Linked DNA regions of Zea mays: all the other regions are linked to region 3. A link is a contact called in public Hi-C data. All regions are on one chromosome and are shown on one strand. Each heading gives the region's core, a stretch centred on a gene start, on an enhancer-like site or on the middle of the called end of the contact. The rest is flanking DNA. Distances are from core to core; before and after follow the strand shown.

The links. A called contact is a pair of places that touch in the nucleus more often than the background predicts.
Region 1: a contact with region 3 is called in a Hi-C map of tassel, with 3 times the contacts expected there. The contact joins the promoter of LOC542393 here to the promoter of LOC100191383 in region 3. A contact is called at or near these places in 2 of 25 Hi-C or Micro-C datasets (ear and tassel).
Region 2: a Hi-C map of tassel shows a contact between it and region 3, with 2.6 times the contacts expected there. The contact joins the promoter of LOC100273133 here to the promoter of LOC100191383 in region 3. A contact is called at or near these places in 3 of 25 Hi-C or Micro-C datasets (ear, leaf and tassel).

The regions. Positions count from the first base shown.
Region 1 is chr7:90,709,364-90,712,177 of Zm-B73-REFERENCE-NAM-5.0, reverse strand. LOC542393 (phosphoenolpyruvate carboxylase 4) reads left to right here and starts at 1,356. Exons shown (of 10, transcript NM_001111968.1): 1 at 1,356-1,629; 2 at 2,811-2,814. The coding sequence starts at 1,456. LOC109940864 reads left to right here. Exons shown (of 1, transcript XM_020541201.2): 1 at 1-1,283. The coding sequence ends at 993.
Region 2 is chr7:89,980,331-89,983,438 of Zm-B73-REFERENCE-NAM-5.0, reverse strand. It overlaps LOC100273133, which reads left to right and starts at 1,747. Exons shown (of 7, transcript NM_001147580.1): 1 at 1,747-2,107; 2 at 2,285-2,471. The coding sequence starts at 1,919.
Region 3 is chr7:90,324,275-90,327,215 of Zm-B73-REFERENCE-NAM-5.0, reverse strand. It overlaps LOC100191383, which reads left to right and starts at 1,632. Exons shown (of 11, transcript NM_001136817.1): 1 at 1,632-1,699; 2 at 2,001-2,365; 3 at 2,445-2,553; 4 at 2,835-2,871. The coding sequence starts at 2,019.

The DNA.
Region 1 (2,814 bases), core at 107-2,606, 390 kb before region 3:
GGTGAATACTCTCCGTATTTCACCCAAAGAGAAGATGCTCTGGGTCGACTCGGGCTCTCTCCCCTACAAAAGTGCACCGCAGCTCTGCGCTTGTTAGCCTATGGATCCGCTGCAGATTCGATAGATGAGTACTTAAAGCTAGCTAGATCAACTGCATTAGAGTGTCTAGAGAAGTTTTGTGAGGGTATCATTCATTGTTATGAGGAGGAGTTCTGTCGTCGACCAAATGTCGCGGATATTCAGCGTCTACTAGCAAAAGCAGAAGAGCGTGGCTTTCCAGGCATGCTAGGAAGTATCGATTGTATGCATTGGCAGTGGAGGAATTGTCCGGTCGCCCATGCCGGTCAATTCACAAGGGGGGATATCAAACATCCCACCATCATCTTAGAAGCTGTTGCATCGTATGATCGGTGGATCTGGCATGCTTTTTTTGGGGTGGCCGGGTCCAACAATGACATTAACGTACTGAATCAGTCGCCATTATTCAAGGATGTCCTTCAAGGTCAAGCACCCATAGTGAACTTCATGGTTAATGGACATGAACACAATATGGGATACTATCTTGCCGACGGCATCTACCCTTCCTGGCCGGTGTTCATCAAGGGTATTCCGCTTCCACAAAGTGAGAAACATCAGTTATTCACAAATGCTCAAGCAGCATGGCGCAAAGATGTTGAGTGCGCTTTTGGAGTGTTGAAATCTCGGTTCAACATTATAGCAGTTCCTGGACGTTCTTACTCTCAACGTACTCTTGGTTTGATCATGCGTGCATGTGTCATTTTGCACAATATGATCATCGATGACGAGCGTGATGCCGATTTAGACGAGACATATGAGACAGTTGATTCTACAGTCGGCCCGTCGATCTACTACAATGCAACCCCGAGCCTAGCAGCTAGGATTCAAATGGACAACGAGATGACGGACACATCGATGTATACACAACTACTAAATGATTTGGTTGAACATGTATGGGGACATAATAATCATTAGATTTATGTAATTTTCTATTAATTATTATGTATTTTTAAATCGTCATGTAATTTTATTTTAATTATTACGCAATTTGTAATTTTTAATTCAATAAAAATATTATGTTGTGTGTTTTCTGAGCGTTGAAATAAATCCGCGTGAATTACTTAATTCTGAAATAGAAAAGCTGATGTGGCTATAGCCTGAGGCTGTAGCCTGCTGCAGCCTGTGCACTGGAGCAGCAGAGGCGAGAGTGGAGGCGAGAGCTGACGTGGCAGTGGCGAGAGGGAGGCTGTGCACTGGACTCAGCCTAATGCTTTCCATCCTTCCTCCGTCTATAAAGTGGCCGCCAGAATCCGCTCCTCCTACTAAAGTACTACTCTGCCCTCTCCTGGCTCCTCTCCTTCCTGCTTGGTTTTTGCTTTCAGCTCTTGAACCGAATCCACTGCCGCGGCGCTTAGCATTGGGGACTAGGGGGCCGACATGGCTGCCTTAGGGGCGAAGATGGAGCGTCTGTCGTCGATCGACGCGCAGCTGCGGATGCTGGTGCCGGGGAAGGTTTCGGAGGACGATAAGCTCATCGAGTACGACGCTCTCCTCCTCGATCGGTTCCTCGACATCCTTCAGGACCTCCATGGCGACGACCTCAAGGAAATGGTACCTATTCTTCCTGCAACTTACGTGTCCCCACTGGTTCCTATACTATTGTGTTTTGTTTTATTGGCTCGGGCTTGCGGTGCAGCTTTAATCTTGGGTTGGATCCAAGTAATCTAGTTCAGTCATGTGTCCTGTACCTGTTATTTTACCTTTATTTTGTATTTCATATATATATTTTACTTTTCGTTCTTTTTTCCTGAGAAAAAAAAACAGTGAACAAGTATCAATATTTAGTCAAAAAGAAGGCATGAAATTAAGGTCTTCTTTGTTTTCTTTTCAGAGTCCACACCTCAGGTTTAAATACAAGGCGGTTGATTTCCTGCTTAATTTGGTGTGGACAAGAATAGTATTCTTTTAGAATATAAAAAACATAGTGGATGACTAGGTGCTGGATTCACGTTCCTAGTGTTCCTTGTTTTTTTTTCGTTATTGCTCAAAGATTGGTTTCTTTTTTCAGTGGTAAAGGAGACTGACCATCACAGATCTTTTGATTGATTGGTCGGATAGGTTCGAATTTTTAATCTCAATCATATCGGTAGAAACATGGCTTTATTTGTGGAAAATCCATTTGTAACAAGTGTGGATCTTTAGTTGTTATATATATTCCTGGTCCATTAACTGACTTTGGACCGATTGATTGATTGAAACAATGAAACCTGCAGATTCCACGACATCCTTTGACTGCTTGACTTTTCATTTTCCTTTTCGATGGCAACACATAGTGGGCACTGGGCAGACTTTATCCCCAGGCTCCAGCAACTTAAACTTTACAGCTGATTTCAGAGCTTCTTCTAGAACTGGCATATCATGTTAACCCCTGTAGCACGTGAACCCCTGTTATCTTTCTAACACCTTCCGTGACAGAACATGGACACCTAGAACGTATGACAGTCAGCTAATAGGCAAACTATGAAAAATCTTGGATCAAAATAAAGCCTCCGTTCAAGTGGGCTAATAAGGCTAAGTTCTTGTATTGTTCAGTAAGTGTGACTTACCGTATTAAATTTATTTGACATGGCCAGTTGGCAGCAATACTATAGCATATGTAAATTTATTTGGGATTGATATGTGGATTGAGTACGGTCACTGGTAGTAAAAAATCCAGAAACAGACACAGACCTATCTTCTTTCTCTCTTTGTTAATCATGTATGGTCATTAATTGAGTCCTCTTGCTGATTAGGTTC
Region 2 (3,108 bases), core at 498-2,997, 340 kb after region 3:
ATAAGATGCTTCGTGCTCCACGACCACCTCTAGGACCCTCACTGGTCGTCCGTGTTGCTCGGAAGCCTCTGCCTGTAACACCGCGGCCAAGAACTGATCGAGAATGATTGCGACCCCTATGACCATCAAGAACTGGAGTAGCAGAGTAGTTGGCAGCAGACTGAGACTGACGAAGGTCTTGAAATGATGCGATGTTCTGGAACTCCACGTCGCTGGAGTTGAGGTCCAGCCCATCCACTCTACCAGATCGCGGAGAAGGGATAAACTGCTCCCTATGAAGACTTGGCGCCACTTCATCTGAGAAGAGACCCCTGTTCACGGGATTGGAGGGCGACCTGATAAGGGTCGTGTGGTACTCAGCCTCGTCAGAACCGAAGAACATGGCTGCAATTAGAGAGACCAAACAATCAATAACGAACGAGTATATACAAACAATCAATACTCTGAACATATCTCATCATATAGATGAGTTCAACATTACAAAAAGGTAGCCATAGCTGCTATAACTCATCGACCACAAAAAATCTAAAATATGTCATGGAATTGAGTTTGACATTATTACTTCAGTACTATGCATACTATAACTAGGAATTCACAGAAGTAATTTCAGTGCAGTACTGCATCTGCGTATGTTTGACATCACACATGCAGTATCCATAGATGGCTCCCCTTTTAAAATCAGTTATCTCACTGTCAGTAACTTTATACATATAGATGACTCCCCTTTTAATACATATTTATGTCGAGGCAGAAAAACCCCATGGAAGCTTAGTTGGGTTCCCAATGTGCTAACACGAACTATCATCTCTAGATGAAGCAGAATTTATAACTTGAAGCCATGGCCAAACAACATCTCAATGCCAAGCAGTATAGATGCTTCCAGCTCCCAACGATTCTGAATGCAAGCTGAATTGTTCTACTTCCAAATGCACTCGTACTTGGTGGCGTTGTTCAAATGCAAAGTAGATTCTACTACTACCAGCATACATATGCTCCTAGCTCCCCAACGATTCATGCATGGCTAGAAGCTAGCTCCTATAGAAATCTAGCGGAATCCAATCTAGCGGAATCACCGTAACCAGAGAAGTGCACTGGGAGAATACTTGAGGAAGGGCCAGTACGTCTCTAAAATCTAGCGGAATCTGGGACGCACGCACAGGATCTCGTCGTGGGCGAGATTAATCAGCTGAAATGAAACAGGCAACGAGACGGGATGATTCGCACCTTGTGGATTGACGATGTAGGGATGATGGCAGCGTAGAGGACGACAGCAGCGTAGGGGACAGCGGCGGCAGTCACGGCGAGGTCCAGCGATGGTGGAGGGGATCAGTGGGAACCAGCGGTGGTTGCAGGTGGGAAGACGCCGCTCCACCCTATGGGGCTCGGCATCGGCGTGGAGGTGGGCCGTGGTGCCTCTCGCGGTCCGGTCAGTGTGGAGAAACAGGGGATTGATTAGCTGGTTTTAGCCGGTGTGGGATAGCTAGGAAACTAACGGATATTTGGGATATAACTAATTATTAGTTGCACTTTTAGTTGAGCTGTTTGGATGCATATAACTAATATTAGCAGCTAATTATTAGTTTTAGTACATTCAAACACACCCTAAATGTGTATGTCAGATAAGATCTCAGCTACACATAGGACGCTTCGAGTGCATGCTTGGACCAGCCCAAGATTACCATATCCGACTCTATTTGGGTTTAACCGTTCAGCCGGAGCCGTAGTCAAACACGCCCGGGTGCGTGCGTGGCCTACACCGTTGAGCCGGAGCCGGAACCGGTTGCCTGCCCGGAGCCATGAACGCCTACCTCCACTAACTCACACTTCTCCTAAAGTTTCCCCACCCCCGTCCGCCGATCCACCACCGATCTGGTCTCACTGCATCCTCCTCCCCTCGCCGTCCAAGAGCGCCGGTCCGATGGGTCGTCCGCCGAGCACCACTGGTGCTCCGGCCTTCCGCTTCCTCCCTTCCGAGGTGGCGGAGATGGAGGCGCGCTTGCTGCAGCTCAACAACGGCATCCCCACCCGCGCCATGCTCCAGACTCTCGCCGATAAGTTCTCCGCCTCGCCCGAGCGCGCCGGCAAGGTGGCCATCCAGCCCAAGCAGGTCCGGCGCCGCCTCGTCCTCCAGCTTCGTGCTTCATATTTTTTTTATTCGAATCAAGTCGAATCCTCCCCTTCCCCACCCTCACCCCACCGGCCACCAGCCCTTCCTTTATGGGTGATTTTGATTTAGGGTTTCTCTCTGATATGTGAAACTTGGATATGGCTACGGCTGGTCTAGGTGTGGAACTGGTTTCAGAACAGGCGTTACTCGCATCGGGCCAAGACCACCAGGGTCGTGCCGTCTCCACCGGCTAAGATGACCCCCTCGGGGGCCGATCACCACCAGCACGCCGCTAACGCCTCCGCCTTCAGGGCCGCTCAGCCCTCTTCTGTCGCTGTTGCTCACCATGGCTCCTCCTCGACAGGTGATTGATTCTCCGTCTCCGTCTCCTCCGCATGTGATTCACCACTAACCAATGTCGTGATGCATTCAAATGCTCTACTGGTATGGGATAACCCAATTGTATGTGTACTGTGCGATCAACTTGTTGCTGCAAATGCACGAAACCCTACAAGGACGCTGCTACCTGTAAGGTTATGTTCATAGTGAAAGGGTTCCTCCAAGAACATGAAGTGCCCTACAAAATCAATGTTTGTTGTGGACGATGGGGCCCAGTTGCAAGCTTTGAACAATCTGCAAAGCTCACCAATGAGAGTGCAAAGATTTGTTAGATGGATAGTGTGAGGCATTAGGGAAGACCTGGGGGCATCATGTTCTCTTCTCAAAGACACCGGGCACCAGTTTGAGCTGAGCAATTCTTTCATCTTTGCATGCTCAAATCTATGTGCTAAAATGATATGAGATGCAGGTGGAATGCGGCCACACCAGTGTATGTGGCCGCAGCAGTCATAGATAAAGTGGCTGCGGTGGAGATCTGAGGATGGATAGTGAGGTGTCATGGAAGTGTCTGGTGTATGCGGCCACAGCAATATAGATATGGTGGCGGCAGTGGCAGTGGAAATCTGTAGGAAGCATAGCTCTAGGCATCAGGGAAGACCTAG
Region 3 (2,941 bases), core at 383-2,882:
GTCCGGTGTACACCGGACAGTCCGGTGAATTATAGCGCGAGTGCCTCTGGAAATTCCCGAAGGTGGCGAGTTTACGTTGGAGTCCTCTGGTGCACCGGACATGTCCGGTGGTGCACCGGACACTGTCCGGTGCGCCAGACCAGAGGTGCCTTCGGTTGCCCCTTTGCTCCTTTGTTGAATCCAAAACTTGATCTTTTTATTGGCTGAGTGTGAACCTGTTACACCTGTATAATCTATACACTTGGGCAAACTAGTTAGTCCAATTATTTGTGTTGGGCAATTCAACCACCAAAATTAATTAGGGACTAGGTGTAAGCCTAATTCCCTTTCAGTTTTTCATAGGATCAAAAGGATTCTACAGACAAAAAGGACCCCACGAATGATAGATGCAACCACATCAAACCCATAAAAATGCTCTTACCTACGATGTCTCAGTTTTTGCTATCAATCTTATGCTATGCGCAGCGGTTACCGCACGCTGCCCCCTCCGCTACGTGTAGGGGCTGCAGTGCGATGCTAAAAGCTACAGCGGTGCCCCCCTCCGCTGCCCCCTAAACAACGATAAGTTTCTCTCTCCCTCCCTTCTAGTGTTCCTCTAAACGATGTAGCTTTCTTGACTTTTGTGTCTGCTATTAATTGTTAGTTTAGAAAGAATGATAATAGATGATAAATAGTAAATAGTTATAGAAAATGATATTTTGTGGTTGTAGTGGGTATATGTGGAGAATTTAGGTAGAACCGTTGCGGAAGGGTGAAATCTGGGTGACGTGTCGAAAAAGTGAGGTATAGAGGGCAAAATTTAGAGGGAACTGTTGCGGATGCCTACCATTTTGTAACCAAAATACCAAATACAATGAATGCACATTTAAATAACCCTTTAGATATTCTACTAAATGCAGCTGATGTACTTCAGCTTATATTTGTTTTAGACAATGACCCACTTAAATATGGCTTGAAGACTATGTATGTCATCGTTTTATTTCTAGATACAATATATGCATATACAGTTAGCTGTTAGCCCTTAGATCATGCTACCCACTAATTGAAGATAACTGACAAATACAATCTATAATTTTTTTTATAATGAACAATACCGAGCCAGTATTAATATTTAAACCTTCCCTTTATTTGCATAAAAAGAGAATATTAATATTACATTATACCTGTACCTTCATATATAACATCTTTTTACACATAAAAATTTGTATCATCACAAAAAAACAATAATAACGTGCGCTCGCGCGCGTCAAACAATAGTTTAAGGGTATGTTTGGTTCACTCCTAACTTGCCACACTTTGTCTAACTTTTCTGCCTAAAGTTAGTTCTTCAATTTAGATGACTAATCTTAGGCAAAGTGTGACGTAATTAGTCACGAACCAAACAGGACTTAGTACTCATTGATATTATGGACTAAACTTTGATCAGAAACCAACCATCCCTAGCTTTTAATTTTGATCGAGGAAAACATGTCCTTTCACGTCTAAGGCCAGGAAGCAGCTGCAGGCCCGTACTGGGCTATGGGCTGTGAACCTGTTGCCAGTCGGGTGAGTGCACGAGGCCCCGCCCACTTTCTGCTTCTCCCGTATTGCCGTGCCCTCCTCCCTCTCCCTGCTCGCTCTCTCCCTCTCGTCGCTTTCTTTCCTGGTCGCGCCGCCCTTCATCAGGTCTCCTCCGCCTTAGCCGGTGAAGAGCGACCAGGTACGCGTACGCCCCTTCCCCTTCCTTCACCTCCCTCTGCGAATCGAGCACCCGAAACCCTAACTAAGCTACATGTATTCGGATTCGGATCCGATCCAATTTCCATGGATATGTGTACTACATATCCACTAACTTCGATTTCTGGCAAAAACTATTGTCGGATAAACCATGCCCTATAAATGATGCGCCCATGACTATGCTGCATGTTTCAGTTGATTTTTTTTCTCTCGAAAAGTTGTTGAGTTGCGAAATTTCAGAGCATAGGCTCCTCACTAAGTTTCGCCTCATGTTTGCATTTTAGGCCCAATAAATAATCACCATGGCTCATCAAAAGCGTGAAGGCAGCTACGCCGATGATGATAGTACATCCAAGCGCATCAAAGGCACCGACACTGCTTCTGAAACGGGGGACAGTGTAGAGTCTAGTGTTTCACAGCAAATGGATGCTGAAGCTAGGAGGACCTGCCAAAAGGAAAGCGAAGCACCATCGGACAAATGCGTTTCAGATGGGGAATGCGCTGCAAACTCTAAGGTTTTGGGTGAGCAGAAGATGGTATTGACTGTTGTCGAGGCTGATGCGGCGGACGACAAGGGTTGCAGGCACACTATGGAGGACGCCTGGGTGGTGCTCCCCAATGCTGGTGCAGAATCCCCAGGAAGCTTGAGGTCATCATCTTTCCTGTTCATATTAAGTACTCGCATGCATTGCTGATGTATGTAGTTTGAGGTGTACTGGATGGTGCAGGTGCGTACATTTTGCGATTTATGACGGGCATGGTGGTCGCTTGGCGGCAGATTATGCACAGAAGCATTTGCATCAGAATGTCATCGCTGCAGGATTACCACGTGAGTTGGTCTGTTTACATTTTCCACTGTTTTTTTGTGTTTATGTTAGTTGTTCTGACACTTTCTTCCCTTTGAAACTTCTCTTATAGGCATTTTTTTTGCTATGTTTCCATAGCTTAGGAACAAATAGTTTCTGTTATATGTACGCATTTTCTTGCTAGTGTTATTTTATGCAAAATTTTCATGGTTTGCCATATAATTAAGATATTCCCAGTTCATTTTAGATGCACCTTTGTTAAAAAATTGAAATGCTCTGCTGTTATCTAAATACTGCCCAATTATTTTGCAGATGGATATTAAAGCTGCAAAGAAGGCTGTAATTGAAGGTATTCAACACTCCAAAGTTAATTATTACTTGCTCCTTGCTTGTCTAGGAACTATTGGTCTTAGATCGAC